3 separate regions of the Mus musculus genome follow, and all the other regions are linked to region 2. A link is a contact called in public Hi-C and Micro-C data. All regions are on one chromosome and are shown on one strand. Each heading gives the region's core, a stretch centred on a gene start, on an enhancer-like site or on the middle of the called end of the contact. The rest is flanking DNA. Distances are from core to core; before and after follow the strand shown. Region 1 has its middle 79 kb from the start of Gm33592. Region 2 overlaps Pip4k2a (phosphatidylinositol-5-phosphate 4-kinase, type II, alpha). Region 3 has its middle 53 kb from the start of Armc3.

What was found. A called contact is a pair of places that touch in the nucleus more often than the background predicts.
Region 1: a contact with region 2 is called in a Hi-C map of the G1E-ER4 cell line, with 2.5 times the contacts expected there. The contact joins two enhancer-like sites. A contact is called at or near these places in 1 of 15 datasets of contacts at CTCF or cohesin (large pre-B cells), 3 of 484 Hi-C or Micro-C datasets (the G1E-ER4 cell line and nephron progenitors) and 1 of 115 datasets of contacts at active chromatin or transcription factors (bone marrow-derived macrophages).
Region 3: a Micro-C map of the G1E-ER4 cell line shows a contact between it and region 2, with 4 times the contacts expected there. The contact joins two enhancer-like sites. A contact is called at or near these places in 2 of 484 Hi-C or Micro-C datasets (the G1E-ER4 cell line and nephron progenitors) and 2 of 115 datasets of contacts at active chromatin or transcription factors (bone marrow-derived macrophages and pancreatic cancer cells).

Annotation. Positions count from the first base shown.
Region 1 is chr2:19,083,957-19,086,749 of GRCm38.p6, reverse strand. No RefSeq gene overlaps it. Among named protein-coding and RNA genes, the nearest start is that of Gm33592, 79 kb to the right of the region's middle. Within about 2 kb of position 1,394, at least 6 of the 459 cell types and tissues checked have an H3K27ac peak or open chromatin away from gene starts, as enhancers often do. A contact at or near this core is called in the G1E-ER4 cell line and bone marrow-derived macrophages, where this site is marked.
Region 2 is chr2:18,937,890-18,940,736 of GRCm38.p6, reverse strand. The region is part of intron 1 of Pip4k2a (phosphatidylinositol-5-phosphate 4-kinase, type II, alpha); the gene reads left to right. Among named protein-coding and RNA genes, the nearest start is that of Pip4k2a, 59 kb to the left of the region's middle. Within about 2 kb of position 1,501, at least 57 of the 459 cell types and tissues checked have an H3K27ac peak or open chromatin away from gene starts, as enhancers often do. A contact at or near this core is called in the G1E-ER4 cell line and bone marrow-derived macrophages, where this site is marked.
Region 3 is chr2:19,145,152-19,147,851 of GRCm38.p6, reverse strand. No RefSeq gene overlaps it. Among named protein-coding and RNA genes, the nearest start is that of Armc3, 53 kb to the left of the region's middle. Within about 2 kb of position 1,296, at least 100 of the 459 cell types and tissues checked have an H3K27ac peak or open chromatin away from gene starts, as enhancers often do. A contact at or near this core is called in the G1E-ER4 cell line and bone marrow-derived macrophages, where this site is marked.

The sequences.
Region 1 (2,793 bases), core at 145-2,644, 150 kb before region 2:
GGATCTTATGACCAACCTGGTGTCAATCCTAAACCCATCCAACACTGCCCCACTTACTGCCACAAGAAATAACACCACAGTGCTCCCTGGGTCATGCTTCTCAGATGCCCTGCTCTTGTAGAATCGCATGACTGTGGATTTGTGAAAAAAAGCCAATGATAAAATAAGTCTAATAATATATATGAAGTAACCTATGTAAAATATTAATTTCAAATGGGCATGATATGATAACAGGCTCATTTTGTCCCCTACACCTATCCACCACGCTTTCTAAACATCTCATACTCTTCAATTTTTTTTTCCTTTTTAGAAACACTCTTTATTTAATTACCTCTCTATAAAGATATAATTGGCCAGACACACTAGAGAAATGGTTGATAGGTTGGTGCTAGATTGACACGTGGGTATTTGCCTCACATAGATAAATATTTTTACTCACTTTATCTCAATAGACTCTGAGCTCTCAGAAAGACTTCATAGAGAAGAGGAAGAAGGGGAGGGAGGGGGAGGGGGAGAGAGAGAGGGGGGGGAGAGAGAGGGGGAGGGGGAGAGAGAGGGGGAGGGGGGACTTAAAAACCCTGGACCCAGTACTTCATAAGGTGTTCCATCTTATTTATGAGACAGAGTCTCTTGTGGAACCTGGAGCTGAGGGATCATCAGATAGACTGGCCACCCCCAACCCCCATCCAACCCTGTCTGCTTCCCAGTGCTAGGATTAAAGATTTGTGCCCCTTGCTGGCTTTTACTGAGGACCACTTCGGGTCCCCATACTTCCACAAGATGAGCTATCTTCTCAGCTCTTGGTGCTTAGCAATTTTATCTTTACCAAAAATAAACAAACAAACAAATAAATAAACGTTTGCCTTAACTGAATTCAGACCTCAACTAATGACAGGTAAGCTAGGTACCCAGAAGGGGGAAAAACAAGAATGTCAAAGGAAGAGAAAAAAAGATTGAAAGAGCTATGTGGGGTGATTTTTTTTTTAGCGTCAACTTTTAGTTATTTTAAAATTTAGCTGAAGTTAATTTGCAAATTAACAGATAGTCTGCTACGTGGCACAAGCTTTCCTGTGGTGCTGCCCTCAAGCCTGCAGCATCACCGAGTATCCCAGGTTTGATGCCCACCCTACAGCTTGTGTGGGGTCTCAGAGGTGACAGCTGTGTTGAACTGTGCTTTTGGAAGCATGGTTTTGTCCAGTCATGACGTTTTAAGACATTGCAAGGAGAGCTGGTGTTTATCTCTCTTCAGGAGGAAGACTGGGCTATCAGCTGTAGTTCAGACTCCAAAATGTCCTGATGCCCATACAAAATTTAAAGAACAGGATCGGGGAAGATGACTCGGTGAGTAAGAAGACTTACTTTGCAAGCACGAGGCCCTGAGCTCAAATCTCTAACATGTTGATAAGAAGCTGGGCATAGAGGTGTGTGTCTTTAACCACAGCATTGGAGGACAGATACAGGCAAATCCTGGAAGCTCACTGGCCAGCCAGGCTAGCTGAAACAGCCAGCTTCCAGCTCAGTGATAAACACTGTCTCCATCCAATAAGGCAGTGTACACTAGACAAAGACACCCAATATTCTACTCTATCCTGCACACTTATGCATATGAGCACACACATCCCACATGCACATATACACGCAATACACACCATACACAATAAACAAATAAATAAAAATAAAAATTGAAAAACAATTTGGGAACCATATTACATTTTCTCTTAAAAAAAATAAAAGTTATATTCTTGGGCCAGTAAGGTGTCTTAGTGGGTTAAGGAGCTTGCTGCCAAGTCTGATGACCTGAGTTCAATCCCCAGGACCCACATAATGGAAGGAGAGAATCAATTCCTGCAAGTCGTCCTCCACACTTCCACTATCTGGCACATGTGTGAAAATGCAAAGTACATAAATAAATTCAATTCAATTTTGTAATGAAAAACTTGTTTTAAAAAACTTTAAAAGAAACATTGACTTCTTTGCTTTCTCAAAATGTTAGTTCATCAGCTTTAGGCAATTTATCACCTAGCTCTTTTCCAAGAACTTACTCCATACTCTCTCACCTCCTGCCTTTCCATTGGAGAAAACAGTAAATGGCAAGTCTAGGTGTCTGAAGCCAGGCATGAGGGTTCATGGAAGGCAGAGGCAGGAGAACTGACACAAGTTTGAGGTCACCCTGGTCTTACATAAAAATCCCAGACCTGCCTGGACAATAGAGGGAAACCTCGTATTAAAAAAGAAATGTAGGGCTAAGGCCAAGGCTTTCCTTAGCCATGTTACCTATTGCTCTCCACTTTCTACTAAGGAGAGGAAATAATTTGGCTCTCTCTTCTCATTGTGTTAATTCTGAATGAGAACTTATTTTTATCATAAATTACTCACATGAAGAAAAAGACGGTTTAAGTAAATAATGAAGAAAATTTCAAATAAGCTATCTGGCTTCCTAAGGATGTTCAGCGTTTTATAAAAGCAACATTGACTCAGACTGGCATGACCACTGCAGGAAATAGTTTGGTGGTTCCCAAAAAGCAGATTTTCACTGAGTGCATGCCCCAGACACTTCTGGAATCTCTCCAAAAAAAAAAAAAAAAAAAAAAATGAAGACATGTGTATCTGAGGATTCGCTTACAGATGGTCCCAGCAGAATTACCCATGCAAGCCCAGGAAAACAGAGACAAGTGGCAAGTCTGTCACCTTTAAATGATATACAAATGGCTGTGTGTGTCCACACAGCCAGAAACTCTCCTGTGATAGAATGAAGGAGTTCTCATGCATCCAATGACATGAACGGACCACAAG
Region 2 (2,847 bases), core at 252-2,751:
ATGTTTTTTTTTGTTTTTAGTTGGAATTTTTATTTAACATAATGTTCACTGGACAAATACTATTTCCCAGTTCTCTGGGCTGCACACAAGTTTACCGGTCAGGAAGAGGGACTTTTTCCATGCTTAGTGTTAGTTAGTACACATTGACTGTTATAACAGTAATTATTATCATCAACTTAGGAAACGATATGCTTAGTGATTTTTTTTTTTAAATCACAGATAGTTAAACCTTCCAATATCGCTAATTTCTTAGAGTTACGGCAGCCACGTCATCACAAAGACATTGCTTCCCAGAAGTAGTTATCCCCTGGGATATCACAGTTACTGCATGGGATAGATAAGAATTGTCACGTGTAGCTTATAAACTCATGGATGCTAATTACTGCTTGTTAAGCACACATTTAAGCCCTGTGTCTCTGTGAGCTCAGTTATACAAGTCAGAGTCTATGGAGGAAAACTGACTTGACCCTCAGGCCCCCACATCTGTATGCATGCACACACACACACACATGCTCACACACATGAACAGTACATACGTAATGAACTACAGAGCATGCAAGACGTTTTTTGAGATCAGTACTGTGTAGATATACAAATGAAATGGTACTTAAATGAGAGAGAGGATGACTGAGACCAGAAACTCCTTAATCACCTCACTAACACTGAGGTGAGATCTGTCTTGTTTATAGACTGCTGCTGTGGTAAGTTCCGATGTTCCATGGGGAGGTGTGTAGGGCTGATCCTGTCTCCATTTTGTAATTGAGGAAACTGGGGCAGAAAAAGAACAGTATTCCAGTAAGGCATTTACAGCTGCCTGTAAATTCCCATGAGAGGTTGGAAATCGGAAAGTGCCATTTGTGCTGGAGGAATAGCCTAGAGAGGTTTGGGGCATCTTTAAAGCCAGGCGTGGTGGTCCACATCTGCGGGCCCCATGAGAGAATCAAAAGTTAGAGACTGCCTGAGCTACATGGTGAGACCTGGTCTCAACAAAACAAAAAGTGAGAAAGTAAACTTTAAACAAGAAAGAAACTTTTTTTTTGAGTGGGAAAAACACAGCCCAATGAGAAAGAGTCTTGCAGGCATTTATAGACCCATCTGATAAAGGAATACTGGAAAATATTAAATTATTCATAAGTTGCCTGATAACTAGTAAATAAATGCATGACGGAACATTTAGAATTTGGCACAGCCTTTGAGAAAAGCTATTAAACAAATGTATTGTGCGAGAACAAAAGGCTTTAGTGAAATTTTTACTCGGATAAATTGGATGACAGACAGCTAAACTCCCAACTAAAGCTACAAATGAACGTATCACAGTGATCTAATTAGTGAGTTATCTTATAGGGCCAGTTGACTTTAAAAATTATATTTTGAGGGAGCGAAGAGGCCTGGTTCTTGGAGGTGAGACGCTGCTGAGTGGGGCTTGCTTGCTGCCCCTGGGCAGATGGCATGTCCTCGGCCACACTCTGATCCCCACAGATAACCCTTCGGATTGCTTGCCTGCTGTTTGAAGACCGTGTTGCAATCTTTAGCCTTTATTGGGCAAATTGATCTCTTAAAGACATTGTGGTCTGGCAGGGCCACTTCTTGTTCATTAGGTCTGAAGTGTGTTTTAAATAGCTACATTCAATTAGACTCGCCACCTGAGAGCACGAGAAGAAAATGTGCCTCTTGCAGACCACAGGAGCAGGGGGAGGCTTTGTGTTGGATTGTGGTTAATCTGCCGTCTGCACTTCCTGGACAGAAACTGCTTAAGTAAAGAGCACGTGTTGGGGTTTCTTCCATAAAAATCAAAGTTCTGTGTGAAGTAACAGGGCAGTCACATATTCATGACTAAATTTTTCATTCTGAGTGGAAATCCTGGGAGAAGATAATGCTTATTATCTAGAGCCTGTGGTTAAATATTTTCAAAGACGCTTATAAAAATTGGGATAGGAGGAATAAGAGAAAGAAGCTGCCCCATGGGGTGGGGACACCTCTCTTTGGTGGGATCTTTGAGAAGGCTATAATAACCTAAGGCTCAGGTAATACCCGGGCTAAAAGTACACGCAGAGCGAGCGCCCACACCATAGAGGGTTAAGGAATTCACCGTCTCTCCTACATTTTTAACTGTTAAGGTTTTTTGTTCTTTAAGTATTCTCTATGCTTCATGTCAATTGTTACACATTTAAATTTTTTTTTTCTTAACTTGTGTATCATAAAATGGAATCTTTTTGAGGAGAAGGGAAACAAATACTAGATAACCCCCTGGATCATGTGATGTGACTGTGGAGAGGGGCCAACAGGAAGAGCAGGCCTGGCCACAGTTTTCCAGGAAGGCTTTGAGGATGAAGGGAATCCGATCTCAGCAGTCCTGAGGGTGTGCAGTCTCCCAGGGGGATTGTGGAGGGCTGTGGGTTAGGGGCCTTCAGGAGGAAAGCTGTGCCTTCAATGGCTTCCTTGGAATTTTTATTTTCTGTGTGTTTTTCCTAGAACATCACTCTTCTTTCCACATGTGGTAATTGTTGTCCCTTCCTTAGCCCTCTGCCCCAGGCCTGATGCTGGATCTTCCTGCGGCATCCTGGCAGTGCTGTTGAGAGAACTCCAAAGGGTCCTCATGGTCCCACATGAGTTCATGTTTTCATGGGGTCACTTACGGATTGCTTCATGCTCTTTCTATGGACCAGATGAGCAGAAAATCTCCACCATCCCCTGTGTCTGCTAGGGGTGTGTCTCTTAGTACCTGAGACAAAAGTGAGGAATGTGGTGGTGGGAGGAAGAGTTCTGGGCCAGCTGTCACCCAGCCATCTGATCTTCCTGTTGAATGTGGGCTACAGTAGCAGTTACAGTGGCAACATTGGTTTTCCC
Region 3 (2,700 bases), core at 47-2,546, 210 kb before region 2:
TTCCTTCTTGTTAAACTTCTTATGGTCTGTGGGTTGTATCATAGGTACTTTTGGCTAATATGTCTGGCCTCAGTGGGAAAGAATTCACCTAATCCTGTAGAGATTTGATGCCCCAGGGAAGAGGGATATAGGGGTGGGGTGGGTGGAGGAGAAGGGAAAAAGGGATTCTGTGAAGAACTCTGGGAAGGGGGACCAGGAAAGGGGACAACATTTGGGATGTAAATAATAAAACAATTAAAAATTTAAAAATTAACGAATTAAGTGAATAAATAGTCATATGATCTTTTAGGGTTTGCAGGGATCTGTTCCATGGGTGGCACAAAATCCTAACACTACTACTGATGCTATGTTGTACTTACAGACAGGAGCCTAGCACTGCTGTCCTCTGAGGGGCTCTACCAGCAGCTGACTTAGACAGATGCAGATACTCACAGTCAAGCATTGGACTGAGGTCTTTGACCCCTATGGAAGAGTTAAGGGAAGGACTAAAGGAACTGAAGGAATAGCAATCCTACAGAAAGACCAACAGTGTCAACTAACCTGGACTCCTAGGAGCTCCCAGAGACTGAGCCACCAACCAAAAAGCATAGAGGGACAGGTCTGAGGCCCCAGGCACATATGTAACAGATTGCCTTGTCTGGCCTCAGTCAGGGATAGGGGAAAGAACTCTGTGAGGGGGAACTAGGAGGGGGCAACATTTTGGATCTAAATAAATAAAATAATTAATAGAAAAAAATCAGGCCCATCAGTCCATCCTCAGGATCATAGTGTTAGCCTTATCTTGCCTCCTCTTTCCCTGTCTCTCAGCAGAACTCAGAGCTTAGCAACATTACCTAGAGACCCTTGATAACACTTAAGGTCCCCTTGCTCTGCATGCCTTTTGGTTTCTCTTTTCTGGAAAAAAAAAAACCTCACCCGTGATGGAGTCAACTGTATGCCTCCTAACAGTCTATAGTCCCCAAAGAAAGGCACACAGCAATGCAGACTTGTCTCACCATGGGAGTATAAATCCTAGCATATGTGTTCATATCACATATCCGCTAATGTAACGGTTCTCTTAGCTCAAGGAATTATATATAGTCTGTGATATGCTTGCTATCATATAAACCTTAAGTGTCCCCTGAACGTGTGCGTGAAATCCTGGCCTCCAGAAGGCACTGCTAGGAGGTGGCAGTGGAGGTGGAGGCTTCAAGAGACGGGATAGAATTTCTGTCCACAGAGCAGTGCTCCAGACGGGCATTGTGTAGCCGCAGCCACTTCCATCTTCCCCCCTCCCTAGCCAGGAAGCAAATGGTTTTGCTTCACCATGCTCTCCTGCATCAACGTGCTGGCTCACCACAGCCCCTGAAACAATTAGGTCCGTGAGTTATGGACTGGCTGGAACCTACAAAACTGAGGAAGCTAGTCTATTCTTATCTGTTGGCCAGCTCAGATGTTTGTTATTGTAACAGAACAGTGACTTACACAGTGATGAAACTGCCTCGAGGTGGCTTCTCAGATACATCCCCATCACTGAGAGATGTGTAGCAATTTTGTTTCTGGATTCTCCAACATTACATTTTATTCCACCACTGTGCAATTCAAATTAAAAGGATATTCGGGTTTTCAGTTTGGTTTCAGTTTCTCTTGTTTTTCTGTCCACTCTTGTTGATTTACATTTAAATTTTTTTTCTCCCTAATTTCCAGACTTTGATGCAAAGGCCACTGGTGGCTGGAGCTTAGCCAGGTCGCTGTCATACCATTACAGTGGCTGCATTGTCTAGGGCAGCTCTTGCTGCTGTCAGAGCCCTACAGTCCCCTGTCCCAGCTCCAGTACAGAGTGTCCCTGTTGCTGTTTGTCTGAGCCATTGTTTCTCTGATTCTAAATTTGGCTTTACAATCTAAGTTCTATCCCAGTTTAAGCTCACACCTGTCCAAACTGACTAAGAAGGTTTGTCACTACTGTGCAAGCTGACCTATGCTTTGCTCCCTGCATGGGGGGGGGGGGGGGCCACACCCTCCTGTTTCTGTTCTCCAAGACAGAAAGAGATGCTCTTTGGGGGTACTCCGATGCACACCTAAGCAAGCTTGCAGGCTAGCTTGGCCTTACTCTTCTTTCTCATATTGTGCTCACACTAACTTCCTTTTCTTCTTCCTTGTAGCCCCAGCCTCCCTGAACTTTAACCCTGCAGACAACAGTAGTGGCGGCAGTGGCAGCAGCAGCTCCCTTCCAGTGGTTTCTGTGGGGAGCCCCTCTAAGATCTCCTTCTCTGCAAAGTCATAACTGAATCTGTCACATCCTCTTCCTTCTCCCACTCCACCAGTCCCCAGCCAGCACCTAACATACTGTCATAGCCCTTCACTTCCCCATTTTGGGAAATCTTTACTCTGAAATTCTTAGCCCCAGTTCAGGTCCCCATCCTGACTTTCAGACCACGTACACCTGATCCCTAGCAGAGGATGGGCCCTCTGGTGAGTTTTCAACTTGAGGATGGTGATAAAATGTACCCCAGCTGCCACTCTGTTCTTGCTCTTATTGAGGCCATCCATCAAGGGTTTACAGAAGGTTGTCAACACTTTATCATGAAGTAGCCTTTGTAGTAGATGATGTTTTCCAAGTGTGGCTGACTGTTGTAAGTTCTCTGAGCACATTCGATCTGAGCCAGGCTAAGATTTGGAATTACAGAAATTTTCATCATAAGGTACTTTTTTGTACTTATG